Linked DNA regions of Hordeum vulgare: regions 1 and 3 are each linked to region 2. A link is a contact called in public Hi-C data. All regions are on one chromosome and are shown on one strand. Each heading gives the region's core, a stretch centred on a gene start, on an enhancer-like site or on the middle of the called end of the contact. The rest is flanking DNA. Distances are from core to core; before and after follow the strand shown. Region 1 holds the start of LOC123401683 (alpha-aminoadipic semialdehyde synthase). Region 2 holds the start of LOC123401440 (26S proteasome regulatory subunit 7A-like). Region 3 holds the start of LOC123402712 (transcription termination factor MTERF4, chloroplastic).

Region 1 (2,700 bases), core at 55-2,554, 160 kb before region 2:
CAGCTCTCGGCCGATATATGTGTACTCCTCCTCGTCCACCAGCAGCCGCTCCTCCCCATTCCCAGGAACTTTCACGTGCGCGTGCGCCATTGATTGTTTCCTCCCGTCCTCCTCGCCTCGCCTCGCCGTGTGAAGCTCTCCGCGCCGTCGCCGCGCCGCTATCCGAGATTCCCAGGTACGCGCGGCCAACCCAGCCAAGCTTTCTTTCCCATAGATTTTCCGCCGATCGTGGCTTGGGCTTCAGTTTCCGTGGGTTCGGGACGGGCACCGGCGCCGAGGTTTCCGGCTGCGGTGCCGATGAACATCACCGGGGGCAGGCGGGGCAGGCAACGGTGGCCGGTGAACATCGATGCGCATTTGCTCGCGGCGCCGGACCGCCGGGCCGGAGCCTGCGTGCTCACGAGGCACACGCCGGGTTAGGCGGCGGTTAGGAGGAGCACGCAAGAAAGGCAGACGGACGGACGCCGGGACAAGCGTGAGGCCGCTGATGTAGCTCACCTGCCGCGTGGCTGCCACTGGCCGCGCGCGTGTCGCCGCGGTGCCGGTGGATGGATGGGCCGCTTGAAAACGACGGGCATGCTGCCGTCTGGCCAAGCACCACTTCAATCATGTCGCCAAAATCAATGGCACTTTTTCTGGGTTGTGACCTGTGAATCTGTGATCCTGCTTTGCTTTGGACCTTCGATTGTTCAACTGAATATTACACACGGCCGTGCGATGATGCTCTGCTTTACATACGATACAAGGAGTAGCTTCTGGCTGGATAACTGTAAATTTCACTACACGGTCAATCATTTTTTGTACTATAAAATTTACTACTCTGGTTGTCTAGCTAGTGGCATCTGACAGCTACCTCGAGCCAGCAAAAGAGAGTGTTGGCCCAAGATTCTTATTTTTATTTTTATAAATGAAGAAGTACCTTTCAGGTGGCTAGTAACTCATTGCTCTACCTGGCACGTACCTTTCCTTGAAAAATAAACACACGTATTTTATTTTCATTCATGTGAACATGACTATTTTTACACATGTTTGACAAATGAACAACATAAAAGTAACACATACTCTCGATTAACCACCACTAATCTGCAATGTGGTATTTGTCGAGAATTCTATCCTTATGACAGGAAATCTAACTGCACTCTGAATTGTGGTAACCTGAATGTCAGGTGCTCTGCTCATTTTCAGGAGCAATCGGTGGCAGGTTCATGATCGTCGCGCCTTAATCGCGCTCATCCTCTATGGGGTCCGAGACCACTGAAGTGCGTTGCTCGATCTCTTTGGTGTTGTTATGTCCAGTTTTGTGATAATTTCTGACAATAATGGCATGTTTGTTCATTCTCACTCAGCAGAGACACGACACCTTGCTGGGCAATGGGGTCATCGGCATTCTCGCCGAGACTGTCAATATGTGGGAGAGGAGGGCGCCCTTAACTCCTTCCCATTGTGCTCGCCTTGTGCTCGGAGGAGGCAGGAGCAAATCCGGTGTGAACCGGATCATCGTGCAGCCAAGCACAAAGAGGATACACCATGATGCTCAGTATGAGGATGCTGGGTGCGAGATTTCAGACGATCTGTCCGAGTGTGGCCTCATTGTAGGCATCAAGCAACCAAAGGTAACATTGCAACCAATTAGGCTAGATACTCCAGTTGACTTTGATTTACAGTCTGTATCACAGTTGTGAAAACGTTTTGAGAGGTGTTTCCTTGTGCAGCTGGAGATGATTCTTCCAGATAGGGCATATGCATTCTTCTCACACACCCACAAGGCCCAGAAAGAAAATATGCCGCTGTTAGATAAGGTAGTTACCATATTGCGCGTACACATTTCTGAGGACAAAATGGTGCGCTAAACTGCTGGTTCATATTTTTCAGATCATGGAAGAAAGGGTATCCTTGTTTGATTATGAGCTGATTGTTGACGACGATGGGAAAAGAATGCTGGCATTTGGGAAGTTTGCTGGTAGAGCTGGGCTGATAGATTTCTTACATGGCCTTGGACAGCGTAAGAACACTTTTGTCATTTCTCAGCTCATATTCTGACTTAATGTTATTATGCCTGGGATGCTCCGATTTCCTATCTGGTCTTATCATGAAGGGCAACTTGTTCTGTCGTAAGCAACTGTTAGTTATTCATTCTGATAAAGCATTTCACTTGCAATTTCAGGATATTTGAGCCTTGGATACTCGACCCCGTTTCTGTCTCTGGGGCAATCCCATATGTATCCTTCGCTCGCTGCAGCGAAGGCTGCAGTCATCGCCATTGGTGAAGAGATCGCAACATACGGACTCCCATCTGGAATTTGTCCAATTGTATTTGCATTCACCGGATCTGGAAATGGTAATTCCAGTGTTAACTTTCATTGCCTTCACATCCAGGTTACTGGTTGCAGCACACTTACTCACATTTATAACTTCATATGTCACAGTTTCGCAGGGTGCGCAAGAGATATTCAAGCTATTGCCACATACCTTCGTTGACGCGGAGAAACTTCCCGAGCTCTTTGCGGTATTACTCCTTCTGCACCAGAAGTTTCACATTTAAGTATATAGATAACGGTTACTTTCGTGAGTTTTGTTTTGTCCCCATTGAAATGAACGAAATCTCTGCCACCTGCCGATGCGTTATCTATGCTAGCAAATTTGGTTACTGAGTGGTTATGGGTGGGTATTTGATTGTTATTTTTGCAACTATAGCTTCTT
Region 2 (2,700 bases), core at 173-2,672:
CATGTTTGCGACCGTTACTGGTATCCTTATGGCGCTCTTCTTGAACACCTCTGGTGGTGCTTGGGATAATGCTAAGAAGTACATCGAGACTGGTGCACTTGGTGGTAAAGGCAGTGAGGCTCACAAGGCTGCAATTACTGGTGATACGTAAGTTTCTCGTTTCACACTTGTGTGCCGCTGCTTTTGGTTTATTGAGCTGAGTTTCTACTATTGATCAACACATGCTAAACTGAATAGCAATGATCTTTTCGTATACATGTTATGTGACCTAGCACTGATTTTGTTCATTCTTAACGATCATGCGATCCGAAGTAACATTTACGAGTATGTTACGCTGCAGGGTTGGAGATCCATTCAAAGACACGGCGGGGCCTTCGATCCATGTTCTCATCAAGATGCTCGCCACGATCACACTGGTCATGGCTCCGATCTTTTTGTAATCATCGGTCGAGCTCGCAGTTAACCCCGCAGAGAAATATCTATGGTTATTGTAGATGAGGCATTAACGTGAATGGGATGTAATGATTCGCTTTTAGTATTGTTTTGCCACATTGAAAGGAGAGGTTCTGTGCTGCCCATTTTGATGGTGCCCGTATTTTACCGTTGCTATTTGGACAAAAGGATGCAGACGTTGGAGAATATATATGCTGTGACAGAGATTAGAATGGACTTGAAAATTCATATGCCTTGTATGCACAGATCTCTTAATTGTTTATATCCTTGAGATTTACTTTCTTTCCAAATACATCCTTTCAAAATATCGCGACCAGAGCACTAGCTGCAATGGAACGAAGCGCTAAGGGCATGTATAATGGTGCTATCTTAGATGTGTTATATAGGATAAATGATGAGGTGAAGGAAAGAGAACTCATAAGAAAATATTTGTCTTTTCTAATTTAAGAGAGAACAGATGATCTCCTCTTTTAGCATAATATGTCTCACCATATTTTTAGGAATAGTTAGTTATTGAAGATATAAGACTATGAAATGACCCATTATAAGACATTTTTTGTTGTTGTTTTTAAATTACATGCAAAATTTAAAATACAACCATCTTATCAACCATTATACATGCCGTAACACTATCTAGATGTTGTAATCTGTTAGTTTCACAAACCAATAACGTTGCGTTTCAAAACGGTCACCACACAAATCTTTGAGCAATAAAATTTTACAAACCAACATATCCAAGTGCTCTCGGTTCGAATTATCAATTTGAATCTACAGACGCCTCTCACCTGGCACTGGCAGTCATCAAATCAAAAAGAAAGAAAGGAAAAAAAAAAAGCAGCCTGCCAGACTTGCGTCGAAATACGAAATTTTGTCGGAATCCGTTTCCGTCCTGGGGACACGGGTTCTGGATATACGTATCCAACCCGGCCTGCCTTCTTCTTGGAGCAAAAGTTGATTACTACTAGTAGTAGCCAGCAGAGGGCAGGCCCAGCGCACCCAACAAGCCCGCAGTCTCGCCTCTCGCACACGCAGCCGAGCCAGACACCGCCAGCGCCCGCCGCCGAGAAGACGCCATGGCGCCGGAGCCGGAGGACGACATCATGGCGGAGAAGAACCCGCGCCCCCTCGACGAGGATGACATCGCGCTCCTCAAGACCTACGTGAGTGCCGCCGCGACCCCGTCGGATCTCCCCACGCCCCCTCGAATCTGCGTTTCCGTCTGGCGGCGATCTGCCCCCGTTCTGGGCGCGGCGCACGGGTTCGCGCCTGCGACCTACCGGCCTAGTCTAGGGTTCTCTTGGGGAAACAAACTGCCGTCGCCCTCTGTGGATTTGTAGGGGGGAGGGCCCGTTCTGTGAATTTGCGATCTGGTCTCGGGCTGGGCGCGGCCGGGTCTGCGCTCGCGGACAGCCTAGGGTTTTGGTTCCTGTCCTCCGGGGAAGCTGGTCGTCGCCTTCTGTGATTTTGTCGGGGGAGGCCCCGTGGCCTGTGTCTGGGTGTTTCGCAGTCCTATGTGGGAGGGCTGGTGATTCTGCTAGGGCTTTGATGCGGGCGACGGGGTGCTGTTTATTTTGTGCTGCTTGCCTCTTTTCTGCGGCGGAATTCGGGGTGCTTAGGCGAGATGTGGAGTGCTCTTTCTAGGGTTTCTGCTCAAGTTTGCTGATTCTGGCTGCCGTTGACACTTGACAGGGGCTTGGGCCATACTCCACGAGCATCAAGACGGCCGAGAAGGAGATCAAGGAGTTGGCCAAGAGGATCAATGACCTTTGTGGTGAGTAAGGACCTGGTAATCTCTTTGTTGGTTTGGCTCTAGAATTTGTTCCTGGGCTAGATAGAGACCAGTTGTCTGCACTTTGTTTTGTTGTTTCACACTTTCACTAGGCTTCAATCATATGATAAATATCGAGGCATGTACCTACTGAAGATAGTGTTTGTGGTTAGTAAGCGTGTTAAGTGGTTCAGAATTTAACGTGTATGAATGCACTTATCGCTTTGACAGACTCAACTAGTAAAACATTTGTTTGATGATACGGGCATCTGACTGCTGCTCTTGCTTGCAATGTTCTCCCTGTTTGGTTCGTGTTTTAGAATTTTTGTTTTAGCGGTTTCATGAACATTCAGAATGTACGATTAACTTTCGAACTTCCATACAACTGTGCAGCTGGAGGGTAAACATTTTTAATTTGCTTGCCTGACCCATTATGCACTTATTAAATCTCAGGGATAAAGGAGTCTGATACTGGGCTA
Region 3 (2,700 bases), core at 143-2,642, 220 kb before region 2:
TTGACTCCAAGCTGTATGTAAAATACTCTGGGTACTCCAGAAGTTCACTTATTGGCCGCTTCAGCTCGCTCTTGAAGAAGTAAAAACTGTTCTTCATGAGCTCATTCCGCAGCAAAAGAATCTGTGGGCACCGGATCAACATGCGCCCAATATCATCATCGGTGATTCCCCGTCCGCGAAGGAACTCCACAGGCTTAAGTATCACATTCTGATGCAAGCTCACAAGCTGTGGCAACTTCTCAACAGCGCGAGCGAACCCATCAGGGTCAATTTTGAGCTTCAAGTTGAAGAAGTACTGCTGTGCCGCTAGCTTCACCTTCAGAGGCAACCCAAGGATGGATGGGTACTGCGCAATCATGAGTGGCAGCACCTCCTTCCGAATGCCGAAGCTGAGTAATGCCTCGACATTTGGTTTGACCGTCTCCTCAAGATCATATCCAAGAATGTATGGCCGCTTCTCAATAATCCTCGCGAGAATCCTCATCGGCAGCCCCAGAGATGTGATGTAATCGCAGAAGGGCTTGATCGTGGTGCCAACACGCATGCTAAGGAAGAAGGGATAGTGCGTCACCATGGGGCCAATGTCACGCGGCGCGACGCCGAGGATGCCGACGAGGTAGGCGACGGAGGTGCTGATGGTGCCGTCGGGCTTGAGGCCGAGGACGTCGGGGTAGCGCTCGAGGACGCGGGGGATGTCCTGGCGGTCGACGTCGAGGCCGCGGAGCGCCTTGACGATGGGGGCGAGGTCGACGGCGACGGAGGCGTGGAGGCAGGCCGGGTAGGCGCGGACGAAGGCGGCGAGGCGGGCGCGCGTGACCCCGAGCTTCTCGAGGTAGGAGAGGACGGGGATGACGTTCTTGCGGAGGGAGCAGGCGAGGAGGAACGGGTAGGCGGAGAGGTCGTCGGTGGAGAGGCCGAGGCGGAGGAGGAAGTCGAGGCGCTCCTGCAGCACGTCGAGGGAGGAGGGGAGCTCGACGGCCTCGAGCTCGCCCGCGGGGTCGGTGACGCCGGCCGAGCGGAGGAAGTCGAGGGCGAGCACGCGGGACACGAGCCGCTCCCTGCGGCCCTGGATCACGCCCCACGTCACCGACGGCATCTGGTACTCCGGCGGCGTGGACGACGACGGCTTGGAGGCGAGCGGCGCGAGGAGGAGGAGGCGGGCGGGGAGCGAGCCGTCCCCCGCGGCCGCGGGGCCGAGGCGGCGGAGGGCCGCGCGGGCGAGCGGGAGCATGGCTGCGGCGGCGCGCCGGGGAGAGAGTGGCGGCTGTGGGGTTTGCGGTGCTTTCCTCTCATGGGCCGCGCCGGAATGGGGGTATAGTTCTTCTGTTGTGGGCCGCATACAGCCGCGTATGGGCTCGCTGTTATTCCATTCCGCTGGGCTGGTGCAGGCCGCAGCAGCAGCGCTTTCTTTTTCCTCCAGAGCCTCTTATAATGGGCCTCGACTTATAATGCATGATTTCTTGTGCATCATCATGTGTTTGGGCCATCTCCCGTTTGGACACTGCTCGTGTTTTTTGTTTTTTTTGATAACAGAATATGAGTACGGTTGTGAGTGTGATCGATCGGTTTGTTGGTTCGTCTCTGTAGTCTATCTCTCTGTCGCGATCATGCAGAATCACAAGGCACATTTGATTCCTCACCCTTTTCAGGGAACGACTCTTTTGCATTTTGGCCTCTGCTTTCTGGCCGAGAGAGGTCGCCGTCGCCGCCGACGTGCCATGCATTTTGTGTACGCACGTTTGCTACGAGCTGGATCGATGGGTACGTATACGTTGAACTATCTGAAGTGAACTTACCATCGATGGAGAGAGCGAGCGAGAGTCGCCGGCAACCGGCGCACGGCCTCGTTCGTCGGATCGATCCGGCCGGTTGCGTGTGGCATCTATAGCAGGTAGCCTATACTAAGCTAAGTCGTCCCTTTCCTCTTGACCTTTGTGCACCTATGCACGCCTCCTGGGCGGCGACGATAGATAAGCCATTGTCAATATCTGTCTTGTCAAATTCCTTTATAGGCAGCGGTACTTTGATGATATCCTTTTAGTGAATACTACTGGTATAGACATGTTGCCAAGTCATGAAGCCGATCCTGTGCCACGGTGTCCACATTGGTTTTTTTTCCCTTAGGTTGATCGTAATGGGAGTGCCATAGCTAATATCATGCATGACAACTAAGCAGTTTTAATGAGGTGGCATAGAATTAAATGAAGAAAGAGAGGGTTGAGTATCATATCATGATACCGTATCATATTAAATGTTGTGCTACTATGTGTCATGCATGTCAATAAATGACATATCCTATGATACTAACATGTGATACTATGCATTACGGGTGTAGTATCATGCACTAGTATCATATGCCTGATACTAGTACTATGATACTAACCATTACAACTAGCCTTAGGCCCTCCAATATGTAACAGATGCCGAATTACTAAAAAAGGTGTCGCGTGAGTTATGACTTCCAATGATATAAAATATAAAATATAATTGTGGCCAAAGTTTTCATGACACCAATGATATAAAATATCATTGGAAGTTATAACTCATATGTTTATCGTGGGAAGAAAATTAGTTTATCGTTGGATTCTATCTTTTTCATGACACAAATGATATAAAATATCGCTGGAAATTATAACTCATATGTTTATCGTGGGAAGAAAATTAGTTTATCGTTGGATTCTACCTTTTTCATGACACCAA

What was found. Hi-C and Micro-C count contacts between places; a contact is called where the count stands out from the background.
Region 1: a Hi-C map of leaf shows a contact between it and region 2, with 2.8 times the contacts expected there. The contact joins the promoter of LOC123401683 here to the promoter of LOC123401440 in region 2. A contact is called at or near these places in 4 of 6 Hi-C or Micro-C datasets (leaf and seedling) and 1 of 1 datasets of contacts at active chromatin or transcription factors (embryo).
Region 3: a contact with region 2 is called in a Hi-C map of leaf, with 1.8 times the contacts expected there. The contact joins the promoter of LOC123402712 here to the promoter of LOC123401440 in region 2. A contact is called at or near these places in 2 of 6 Hi-C or Micro-C datasets (leaf and seedling).

What each region holds. Positions count from the first base shown.
Region 1 is chr6H:531,659,900-531,662,599 of MorexV3_pseudomolecules_assembly, forward strand. LOC123401683 (alpha-aminoadipic semialdehyde synthase) reads left to right here and starts at 1,305. Exons shown (of 24, transcript XM_045095532.1): 1 at 1,305-1,613; 2 at 1,713-1,799; 3 at 1,873-2,002; 4 at 2,165-2,338; 5 at 2,427-2,506. The coding sequence starts at 1,320. It overlaps LOC123401685 (a long non-coding RNA gene), which reads right to left. Exons shown (of 3, transcript XR_006611146.1): 2 at 2,470-2,518; 3 at 2,240-2,329.
Region 2 is chr6H:531,820,390-531,823,089 of MorexV3_pseudomolecules_assembly, forward strand. It overlaps LOC123401440 (26S proteasome regulatory subunit 7A-like), which reads left to right and starts at 1,423. Exons shown (of 10, transcript XM_045095256.1): 1 at 1,423-1,613; 2 at 2,143-2,224; 3 at 2,675-2,700. The coding sequence starts at 1,527. It overlaps LOC123401439 (pyrophosphate-energized membrane proton pump 3), which reads left to right. Exons shown (of 15, transcript XM_045095255.1): 14 at 1-147; 15 at 341-681. The coding sequence ends at 440.
Region 3 is chr6H:531,602,805-531,605,504 of MorexV3_pseudomolecules_assembly, forward strand. It overlaps LOC123402712 (transcription termination factor MTERF4, chloroplastic), which reads right to left and starts at 1,393. Exons shown (of 3, transcript XM_045096665.1): 1 at 1-1,393. The coding sequence starts at 1,339.